2 separate regions of the Ovis aries genome follow, and region 1 is linked to region 2. A link is a contact called in public Hi-C data. All regions are on one chromosome and are shown on one strand. Each heading gives the region's core, a stretch centred on a gene start, on an enhancer-like site or on the middle of the called end of the contact. The rest is flanking DNA. Distances are from core to core; before and after follow the strand shown. Region 1 has its middle 47 kb from the start of AP1M1. Region 2 overlaps EPS15L1 (epidermal growth factor receptor pathway substrate 15 like 1).

What was found. A called contact is a pair of places that touch in the nucleus more often than the background predicts.
Region 1: a Hi-C map of blood shows a contact between it and region 2, with 4 times the contacts expected there. The contact joins two enhancer-like sites. A contact is called at or near these places in 15 of 16 Hi-C or Micro-C datasets (blood, hypothalamus, liver and 7 more).

The regions. Positions count from the first base shown.
Region 1 is chr5:6,553,647-6,558,772 of ARS-UI_Ramb_v3.0, reverse strand. No RefSeq gene overlaps it. Among named protein-coding and RNA genes, the nearest start is that of AP1M1, 47 kb to the left of the region's middle. Within about 2 kb of position 2,597, at least 6 of the 54 cell types and tissues checked have an H3K27ac peak or open chromatin away from gene starts, as enhancers often do.
Region 2 is chr5:6,387,088-6,392,654 of ARS-UI_Ramb_v3.0, reverse strand. It overlaps EPS15L1 (epidermal growth factor receptor pathway substrate 15 like 1), which reads right to left. Exons shown (of 24, transcript XM_060416230.1): 11 at 5,003-5,075. Among named protein-coding and RNA genes, the nearest start is that of EPS15L1, 56 kb to the right of the region's middle. Within about 2 kb of position 4,029, at least 6 of the 54 cell types and tissues checked have an H3K27ac peak or open chromatin away from gene starts, as enhancers often do.

The sequences.
Region 1 (5,126 bases), core at 1,348-3,847, 170 kb before region 2:
AGAATAATACTCCACTGGGTGGACTTACTCATCTGTCGACGGATACTTGAGTTGCTTCCACGTTTTGGCTAAGGGGAATTGTGCTCTTAATAACGTGGGTGTGAAAATATCTATTTGCATCCTTGCCTTCAGTTCTTTAGGTTATGTACCTAGGACTGGAACTTCTGGATCATAAGGTAATTCCATGTTTTTTTGAGGCATTCAATTGGGTTTTTTTTATAAGACTAAAAGGTCATGGCTCTTGGCCAAACTGGGAATACCATGCTTGGAAATTTCCAGCAGGTTCTTTTCAGTAGTCACTGCCCAGCCTCCTTACCCCAGCAAATCTCGTGTATGTCAGGTGCTGTTCAAATTGTTTTTGCCTGTGAGTGCTTAGTCATGTCTGACTCTTTGCGACCCCAGGGACTACAGCCTGCCAGGCTCCTGTGTCCATGGAATTCTCCAGGCAAGAATACTGGAGTGGGTTGCCGTTTCCTCCTCCAGGGGATCTCCCTGACCCAGGGATCGAAACCGGGTCTCCTGCATTGCAGGCAGGTTCTTTACCATCTGAGTTTTTAATGGCTGTATATATTTACCTTTGGATTGAGAGATACACAGAAATTCGTGCCAAATACTCAGATCTGAGGTGTGCGGGCTGATGCATTTTTCACTCTGTGGATGTTCAAATCAACACATAACAGCCTTCCATCCCCTGAGCAGTATCTCCCAGAAGGAACTATCCTGTTGGCCAACACCATTGGTTCATTTTGCCTGTTCTTGAACCTCAGATGCACAGACTCACACCATGTGTCCTGTTTGGGATCTGTCCACTTTTGCTCATCATCATGAATTCAAGACTCACCCACCTCCCCCTATCCTTTTTCTTTGCGGTATACTATCCCACAGCACAACTGTGGGATATCAACAACTCTGCGGTTCGTTGGCTCACCCCGGTCACTGGGCGTTTGGTTTGTGTTGAGCCGCTCCGAGCACGTGTGCCCAGGTCTTGTGGCTGCTGCACGTCTTCATTTCTTGTGGGTAAATACTCAAGGGTGTGACGTCTCGGTTATAGAGGAGGGGGAGACCTATGCTCCGTGGACACTGCCACACCGTCTTGCAAAGTGGCTGGACCATTTTACCTCCCACAGCAGTGAGTGAGAGTCCCATCTGCTCCGTGTCTTCACCAGCACTTAGGGACCAGTCTTTTCCATTTCATGCCTGCAGGTGGGGCTGTGGTTCATGCATGTTCCAACTCCACTGCACTGGGGCTCTGTGCCCACCAGATTTTTTTTTTTTAATATACTTACTTATCTGGCTGCTCCGGGCCTTAGCTGAGACACACGGGACCTTTGATCTTCACTGCGGAATGCACGATCTCTAGCTGTGGCATGTGGGATCGAGTTCCCTGACCAGGGATCAAACCCAGACTCCCTGCACTGGGAGCCCTGAGTCTCAGCCATTGGACCACCAGGGAAGTCCCTGCCTGCTGGATTCTATGCCAAGCTCCCCTCTGGGAAGTACAGGAGTGCAGACCACACCCACATTTTTGAAGGCTGGGGGGCCTCTGTCCTTGGCTTCCAGGCCACCATCTCCTTCTGTGTTTTGTCTACCTGTGTTTCTTCTCCATTCCCTCAGGGGATCCTCTATCTCAGCTTGATCTGGAAACAAAGTCTCCAGGTCCTCCCTCCTCACAGGAAGTGGCCACAGACTCATTCTACTTTGCCTCCTCGGCCTGAGTGAGCAGTTGCCCAGCCAACTCAAGGCACAAGCAGGAACGTGAGGAGCGTGTATCACTGACTGCCCTGCCCTTTTCACCTCCCTAATCTCAGCTCTCCCGCTCCTCCCCTCACCTCCCATCCCCACCTAGCCTAAGCCCCTGCATCTCCACCATCTCCACCGGACGAGCCACGCTCCTGACACAGCCTCCCATACCTGGCACTTGCCTCTTGTCCAACCCACAGCAAAGTGATGCTTCTAAGACCACGCGTGGTCCCCCTTAGGTGTTCAGATAGCTTCTCGGCATCGGTCCCTCGCCTAGGCCCTCAGGTGCATACCTACTGGATCTGGCTCCTCTGACCTCTCCTGCCCCTCCTCCCACACTCATTCATTCATTTGGGCATTTATTGAGCACCTGCTGTGTACCAGACCTCATTCTCGATGCAGAGAGGCAACTGTACCAGACCAAAAAACCTCTACTCTGGAGAGCTTGAGGTAGGGGGCAGGGACAACAGTTATCTCCATGCTCACAGCATGTGGGGGGCTGTGTGAGGGCAGGGACGCCTCAGCCTGGCAGGGGGTGGGGAGACATCCCCAGGGAACTCAGGGCAGAGGCCGAGGCTGGGCGTGGTAGGGAGGACAAAGACCAGGAGCCCCCGGAGAAGGGGATGGGGAGCCCCAGAGAGGTTGAGGTTTTCCCCTGGTGGCTGATGGGAGAGCAGTGAACCCAGGCAGGAGGGAGGTGGGGAGGCCAGAGGTGCTGGGTGATGGAGAGGAGAGGGCGGATTTGGAGTGCGGCCCGAGAGCCAAGAGGGCCTGGCGACACGGGACTGTGGGATGCGGAGGGTGTGGGGGTGATGACGGCGTGGAGAGGCTTCCCACAGTCTCTGGGCAGCAAGCACCTCTGAGCGGGGGAGGCACTTCCTCAAAATTGCCACATAAGCACGTGTGCATGTGCACACACACACACACATGCGCACACACCCAGAGACACATGCAAAGCAGTTATACACACGGCAGACACAGACACACCTGCACACAGACACACAGGACACACACTCAGCTCACACCTGCAGGACACGGGCACGCATTCACCCTCTCCAACCCAGCCCTTAAGGGACAACGCTTTCTGCCCCTCTCTCTCCCGGCCAGGGCCTCCAGCTCCCCCTGGCAGGGCCAGGCCAGGTGCTGGAGTCACTGAGGCAAAGGGCCCCCCCTGCCGCTCAGCCCCAGCCCAGTCCTGACCACACGCTGTGTCCTGCTCTGTCCCCCACAGTGGGAGCTCCTTAGGGCACAGGGCAGGTGTGTGGGGGCGGCCAACGTCCACTGAACAAATGGTCTTGGTTCCCGAGCCTCTCCCGTGCTGGTGCCCTGTGGTCTCCTATCCTCAAAGCAGGATTCCCTCCCCAACTCCTCATCAGTCCTGCCTCATCCCTCCACTAGCCAAACACACACACCCCATCTCAGAGAGGCCAGGGATGAGCCAGAAGAAGGGAAGAGCTGGGAGGCCCAATGGCAAAGCAGGATCTCCTTGGGAGATCTGAGAGGGCTGCCTGGAGGAAGGGGCGTTTGAGCTGGGCTTTGTAGGATGAGCTGGAGCTTGGCAGGCAGATGGTTTGGGGGTCTTCTACTCAGAGAGACAAACCTGGTAACTTCCTCTAGTGCAGTCTGAGCCCAGAGCAGCCCCAACAGGAGGGATCATTGGGCTCTTTCCTTCTTTCTTAAAATCGTGATAAGACACGTACAATTCTCCAGCTTAGCCAATTTGTAAAAATTTTCCAGGTGGCACTAGTGGTAAAGAATCCACCTGCCAACGCAGGAGATGCAAGAGATGAGGGTTCGATTCCTGGGTTGGGAAGATTCCTCTGAAGGAGGGCATCGCAACCCACTCTGGTATTCTTGACTGGAAAATTCCATGCACAGAGGAGTTACGTTCCGTGAAGCCGCACAGTCGGACACTACTGAGCGACCAGAGCACGCACACACGCACGCGCCATGCACATTTATTTGTTCGGCTTGCCAGGTTTTCGTTGCGGCATGTGGCATCTCCGATTTTCGTGGTGGCATGCAGAATCGTCTGGTTTAGGAGCGTGGGAGCTCCTGGTTGCGGCGCGTGAGATCGAGTTCCCTGACCAGGGCCCGAGCCCGGGCCCCTGCATGGGGAGCACAGCCAGCCACTGGACCCCCAGGGCCGTCCTGCCGTCTTAGCCATTTTAAAGAGCACAGGTCACGACATTAAGTACATTCACACTGTTGTGCAACCACCGCCACTGTCCATCTCCAGAATGTTTTGTCTTGCAAAACTGAAACTCTGTACCCATTAAATGCTAACCCCCCTCATTTCCCTCCTTCCCTGGCAACTCCCATCTGACTTCCGTCTCTACGAACGTGACTACCTTCGGGCTCTCACATAAGTGGGATCACACGGTATCTGTCCTTCCACGACCGGCTTCTTCCACTCAGTGTAACAGCCTCCCGGTTCATTCCACCTGCAGCAGGTGTCAGGATTTCCTTCCTTTTAAAGGCTGAATAATAGCTCATCAAACATATATGCCACATTGGGTTTATCAATTCATCTGTTGCAATGCTATTTTCCATTTTTTGAGGAACTGCCAAAACATACTGTTTGCTATTTTTTTCTTTTTGGCTGCACCGTGAGGCATGCGGAACTTCCTCTGACCAGAGATCGAACCCCTGGCCCCTGCAGTGGAAGTGCAGTTTTAACCAAAGACCCCCGGGGAAAGTGTTAATTGCTCAGTGGTGTGCGGCTCTTTGCGACCCCATGGACTGTAGCCCACCAGGTTCCTCTGTCCGTGGGATTCTCCAGGCAAGAATACTGGAGTGGGTTGCCATTCCCTTCTCTAGGGGATCTCCCTGACCCAGAGATTGAACCCAGGTCTCCTGCATCTCAGGCAGATTCTTTACCATCTGAAGCCCAGAGTGTCTCTCGCTTGTCCCATCTAGGATCCAAACAGTCCTCCCTGTCCCAACTTTCACCTGCCACGCAGGGCTCCCCCTTGCCTGAACCCCTAGTTGTCTCATCCATCCCTCACACTGGGCTTCCCAGGTGGCTCAGTGGTAAAGAATCCACCTGCCAATGCAGGACACATGGGTTTGATCTCAGGATCAAGAAGATCCCCTGGAGAAGAGGATCCAAAATTCTTGCTGGGAAATGCTACGGACAGAGGAGCCTGGCGGGCTATAGTCCATGAGGTTGTAAAGAGTCGGACACGAACTAGCAACTAAACCACAGTAATCCTTCAGATTTGCTCTGAGAGGCAGTAGCTCTCATAAAGCCCATTTCATGGCAGAAAACTGAGGTTGGAGAGCAGGAGTGTTGTGCCTGGTGTTCACCCAGCAGGGGCTGCCCTGGCCCTCCTCCCTCGAAGCTCAGAATGTTCCCAGCTGCTCCCCCAAGCAGTTCCCGCAGA
Region 2 (5,567 bases), core at 2,780-5,279:
CAGATTCATCCCCGGTTGGGGAACTAAGATCCTACAGGTCGAATGGCACAGCCAAAAAATAAAAAAAAAATTTTTTAAGAGCAAAAAATGGAATAAATAAGCCAGACTTCATCAAAATTTAAAACTTCTGCGCTTCGAAGGACCAACGTCAAGAAAGCAAAAAGACAACCCAAGAATGGGGACGTGATATTTGCAAATCATATATCTGATAAGAGAATTTATCTGGAAAACATAAAGAACTCTTACAACTGAGCTACAAAAAGGCAGATAACCACCCAATAAAACATGGGCAAAGGGTATGAGTTGGCTTTCTCCAAGAAGATATACAAATGGCAAATGAGCACACGGTAAGATGCTCACCATCATCAGGGGAAGCGTTGTGGGCAATGGGATGCCACTCCAGACCCACTGCTGCTGCTGCTGAGTCACTTCAGTCGTGTCCGACTCTGTGCGACCCCATAGACGGCAGCCCACCAGGCTCCCCCGTCCCTGGGATTCTCTAGGCAAGAACACTGGAGTGGGTTGCCATCTCCTTCTCCAATGCATGAAAGTGAAAAGAGAAAAGTGAAGTTGCTCAGTCATGTCTGACTCTTAGCGACCCTGTGGACTGCAGCCCACCAGGCTCCTCCATCCATGGGGTTTTCCAGGCAAGAGCGCTGGAGTGGGGTGCCATTGCCTTCTCCAATGCATGGAGGTGAAAAGAGAAAAGTGAAGTCACTCAGTCGTGTCTGACTCTTAGCGACCCCATGGACTGCAGCCCACCAGGCTCCCCCGTCCCTGGGATTCTCCAGGCAAGAGCGCTGGAGTGGGTGCCATCGCCTTCTCCACCAGACGGATGCCAGTTTTGCCTCACCCTCGCCGACACCTGATGTTAACAATGCCTTTTTTTAATAGCCTTCCAGACCCACTAGGAAGGCTATTAAAAAAAAACAGGACTAACATCAAGTGTCGGCGAGGGTGAGGCAAAACTGGCATCCGTCTGCATTACTACTGGTGAGAATGAGAGGCGGTGCAGCCACTCTGGAGAACAGTCTGGAATTTCCTCAAAGGGTTACACACAGAGTTACCAAGTGACCAGCAATGTCACTCCTAGATATACATACCCAAGAGACATGAAATCACAGGTCCACACAAAAGCCTGCACGTTAATATTCATAGTGGCATCATTTGCAGTAGCTAAAAAACAGAAAAACCCAAATAGCGATGAACTGGTGGACAGATGAATACAGTGTGGTGCAGCCACACAATGAAGCATATATTCAGCTATTTGAAAAAAAAAAATGAAGGGGCTTCCCTGGTGGCTCAGTGGCAAAGAACCTGCCTGTAAATGCAGGGGACATGGGTTCAGTCTTTGGTCCAGGAAGGTCCCACATGCAGCAGGGAAACGAAGCCCGTGCATGCAACTGCTGAGCCCGCGCCCTGGAGCCTGTGAGCCGCAGCCGCTGAGCCCGCGCCCTGGAGCCTGTGAGCCGCAATGGCTGAGCCCGTGCCCTGGAGCCTGTGAGCCGCAGCAGCCGCTGAAGCCCGTGCCCTGGAGCCTGTGAACCGCAGCCGCTGAGCCTGTGAGCCGAAGCTGCTGAGCCCGCGCCCTGGAGCCTGTGAGCCGCAACTGCTGAGCCCGTGCCCTGGAGCCTGTGAGCTGCAGCTGCTGAAGCCCGCGTGCCTAGAGCCCGCGCTCTGCAGCTGGAGAAGCCGCCGCAAGGAGAGGCCCGTGCGCCCCAACTAGAGGGCGGCTCCCGCTCACCGCAACTGAAGAAGGCCCACACGCAGCGACGGAGACCCAGCATAGGCAAAAACAAATAAATGAAATACAGAATAAAAACCCAATAAAAGATAAATAAATAAATCTTTAAAAGGAAGAAGAAACGAAGCACTGATACAGGCAACAACAGGAACGACCCTGGCAACCACACTGAGTGAAGAGAGGCCAGACATACAAGGCCCACGGCACATGAGTGGTGCTACTGGTGAATAGGAAACGCCCAGAAGAGGCAGAGCCAGAGGCGGGAGGTACGCTGGAGGATGCCAAGGCCTGGGAAGGGCTGGGGACTGCTGATGGGTATGGAGCTGCTTCTTGGAGGGATGAGACTGTTCTGTAATTGACTGTGGGGACGCCTGTGCAACTTCGTGCACATTCTAAAAACCACTGAATTATACACTTTAAATGGATTAATTATAAGGTATGTGAGTTACATCTCAATAAAGCTGTTGTTAGAAACACAAAACAGAACAGTAAACCAGGCAAAGATGCCGCAGGATCTCACTAGGACGACAGGCATGGAAATGGAGAGACCCCCTCAGATGGGAGGGGGAAGGGGAGGCCTTCGGGGGCCGAAGCTGAAGCTCCCATTGCTTAAAACCAAACATAAACTGGCCCGAGGACCAAGGCCTCCTAGTCAATGCTGGGCCCTACCCTGGAGCCCATGCTGGCAGGCGTGACATACAATCTCCTGGCCAAACCCATCTGGGAAAAGGCGACAGGAACCGGAGCCAAACCTGGTTCTCACAAAAGAGCTTTAATACATACAGTGTTCTGAGGGGACCCTGGTGGTCCAGTGGTTAAGACTCTGCCTTCCAATGCAGGGGCACAGGTTCAATCCCTGGCCAGGGAAGTACATCCCCCATGCTGCACACGGCATGGCCTGAATAAATAAAGTGTTTTGTCACTGCCTAGGGAGCTGCCATCTCGTTAGAGTAGAGCCCCGTCCTGGTCTGAGCACAAGTGAGGCTCCCATGCAGCAGGAGCTGGCCTGGCGGGCGCTGGCCCCGCTCCAGCTCCGAGGGGTCATGGGGGTGCACAGGGCCACCACACACCACATCTCAAAGGCTGCAGGAGTATGCTGTCAGAGCCCAGCAGCGAGGTTCTGGGGGCCCTCATGCAGCCTGCTGTGCAGACCAAAGCACCTCTAGACACCAGACCGACCCACGGCTTTCTCAGAATCGCCCAGGAGCAGGCGTCAGAGACCTGGGGACTGGTTTCCCAGGAGTTCAAGGACATCACAGCACCCAGATCCCCAGGGACAGAACCCTGTACAGAGTGACAAAGACAAGAGAAGGAGGACCGGCCAGGCATTCCTGTGGCTGGCTGGGCCAGGGCCAAGGGGAGATGGGGGATGAGACCAGCGTCCCTGCACTAAACAAGGTGGAGGGTGAGTGATACGGGAGGGCTGAGGTGACAGCAATACACCAGAATGAGCAAACACCCAGAAAAACAGTCCCTTCACCCGTGGCCTCAGACATGATGCAGCTTACTTGAGGAAAAAAGCAAAACAAAAAAATACGACGACAGAGGCAGGCTGTTCCCTGCCTTCCGATCCAAAACATGCCAGGGGACCATCTAAGGCCCAACCCCCGACGCCAACGTGTACAGAGTGAGAAGCCAGGAAAGAAGTGTCTGGACACTGCAGCGTGTGAATCAGTGAGAACCCACCCTACCCCACCTGCAGACGGAAGCCGTGACAGAGGACACCTCCTGCCTGGTGAGCAGGCACTGCGCGCCGTCTGTCCGCTGGGTGTCTCACGACATCCCCCAGCCCTCGTGGGACAGGGGAGGGGGAGGGCGATAGAGTGCTGCCAGACCCCTGAGCCTCACTGAGTCGGGTGCTGCCGCCCCTGGCCCGGCTCAGGCCGCTGCCCTAGGAGGCGGCCCAGAAAGAGCCACCCACTGCAGGGTGGTGGGAGGGTGCCCGCACATCACAACCAGACGCTGCTCCTCACTGCCGGCAGGAAGGCGGGAAGACTGAGGCCAGGAGGCTGAGCCAAGCACCTGCAGTCCCCCAGGAGAGCCACGGTGGGGCCACAGTGCTGACTGCTCCGCCTCACTCCTCTCCCCCAGCTCTGAGCGCAGAGCACTCAAACGCCCTGCAGGGAGACCAACAGGCCCAGCAGTACGCATTCTCAGGGTGAGGGGGCACACAGACAACTCACGTCTCCCCCTGGTGGCAGAGCCAGTCTCTATTCATTCAGACCTGAGACATCTTGGGAACCAAGGTGTCTTCAAGTGTGCAGCTCCCAGGCACTGACCACTGTTTCCAGCATAGCCTCACTCTGCCCAGACGGGTGAGCGCCTGCCAGATCCCGGGCTCCAGCCCATTGCCTGGAGGAGCAGAACACTCATTACCAACGTTGCATAAGGTCTAGAGATGTTATATAACTAGCCCAAAAGCATACAGCTGCTAAGAAGAGCCAGATTTGAGCCCTGGCACTCAGACCCCAAACAGCCAACTCAGTGGAAATGACCCTGATGCTTGGAAAGACTGAAGGCAAAAGGAGAAGGTGGCAGAGGATGAGATGATTGGATGGCATCACCGATTCAACGGACATAAACTTGGGCAGACTCCAGAAGACGGCGAGGGACAGGGAGGCTGGGCGTGCTGCAGTCCATGGGGTTGCAAAGAGTCGGACACAACTGAACGACTGAAAAACAACTCAGACCGCCAGTGTCCGCCGTCACCACCTTCCACAAGGGGACTCTTCAAGCAGGGCCATCCTGAGAACAGGTTAGAGAGCACTGCCTGATCCTCAGAACTTCGGGCTAAGTGGGAGAAAGCAGACATCAAGGATGGGAAGTAGTATGATTCCCTTTCTGCGAAATGTCCACAGCAGGCAAATCCATAGAGACAGAAAAGAGCTTATCAAGGGCTAGAGGAGGAGACGGGGAGTCACTGCTAACGGTGATGGGATCTCCTTTCGGGGAGATGGGAATGTTCTGGCGCTAGACAGAGGTGATGGTTAAGCAATATAAAGAATATGCTAAAAATGACTGAATTATATACTTCAGAAGAACGGATGCTACGTTACATGAATATCTCATTTTTCTTTAAAAAAAATCCACTATCTACAGTTACAGGAAACTCAAAATAAATCACCTGTAAATCCCCAAAAGCCTGAGCTTCCAATGAGTGCCACACTGCCCCCCTGCCCTGCCCCACTACCCCTGCCGGGAGCCCCTGAACCACACCTGACACAAGGGCCATCCTACCAAAGCCAGCCGCGTGCTTACCTGTACTTCACTGGTTTTCTGTCTGATTGCCTCTTCCTTTTCTCGAATGTCTTGTTCCAGTGAGTATTTCTCTCTGTGTGTGTGAACAGTCCGTGAAAGCACAGAAAGAGGGCATGAGGAACGAGCTGACCGCCTCCCCCACACTTCTCCCCAACGACCATCTGCCTTTAGTCACCCTCTCCCCTCCAAGTGTGGGTGGAACCTGCGGATGCCACAAGGCTTGGCCCCCAGCATGATCACGTGAGCCTTTGAAAGTAGAGGGTGTTGGAGTGACGCCCAGGGTGAGAAGGGCTGGACGCGCTTCTGCTGACTTTAAAGATGGAGGGGTCACAGGAGAGGGGCACAGGGCCGCCCCTCAGAGCAGAATGAGCCCCACCGACATACAGCAGGAAAGGAGGCCCCAGACTTCCAGCTCTGAGGAACTTGGACAGCACCCTGAACTTGGCCCTGTGAAGCCCTGAGCAGGGGCCCAGCTGAGCCCTCCTGGATTCCCGAGCTGCAGAGCTGCGCACGAATGAATCTGTGCTGTTTTAAGCCATTCCATAAACAGCAAGAGAAAATGAAC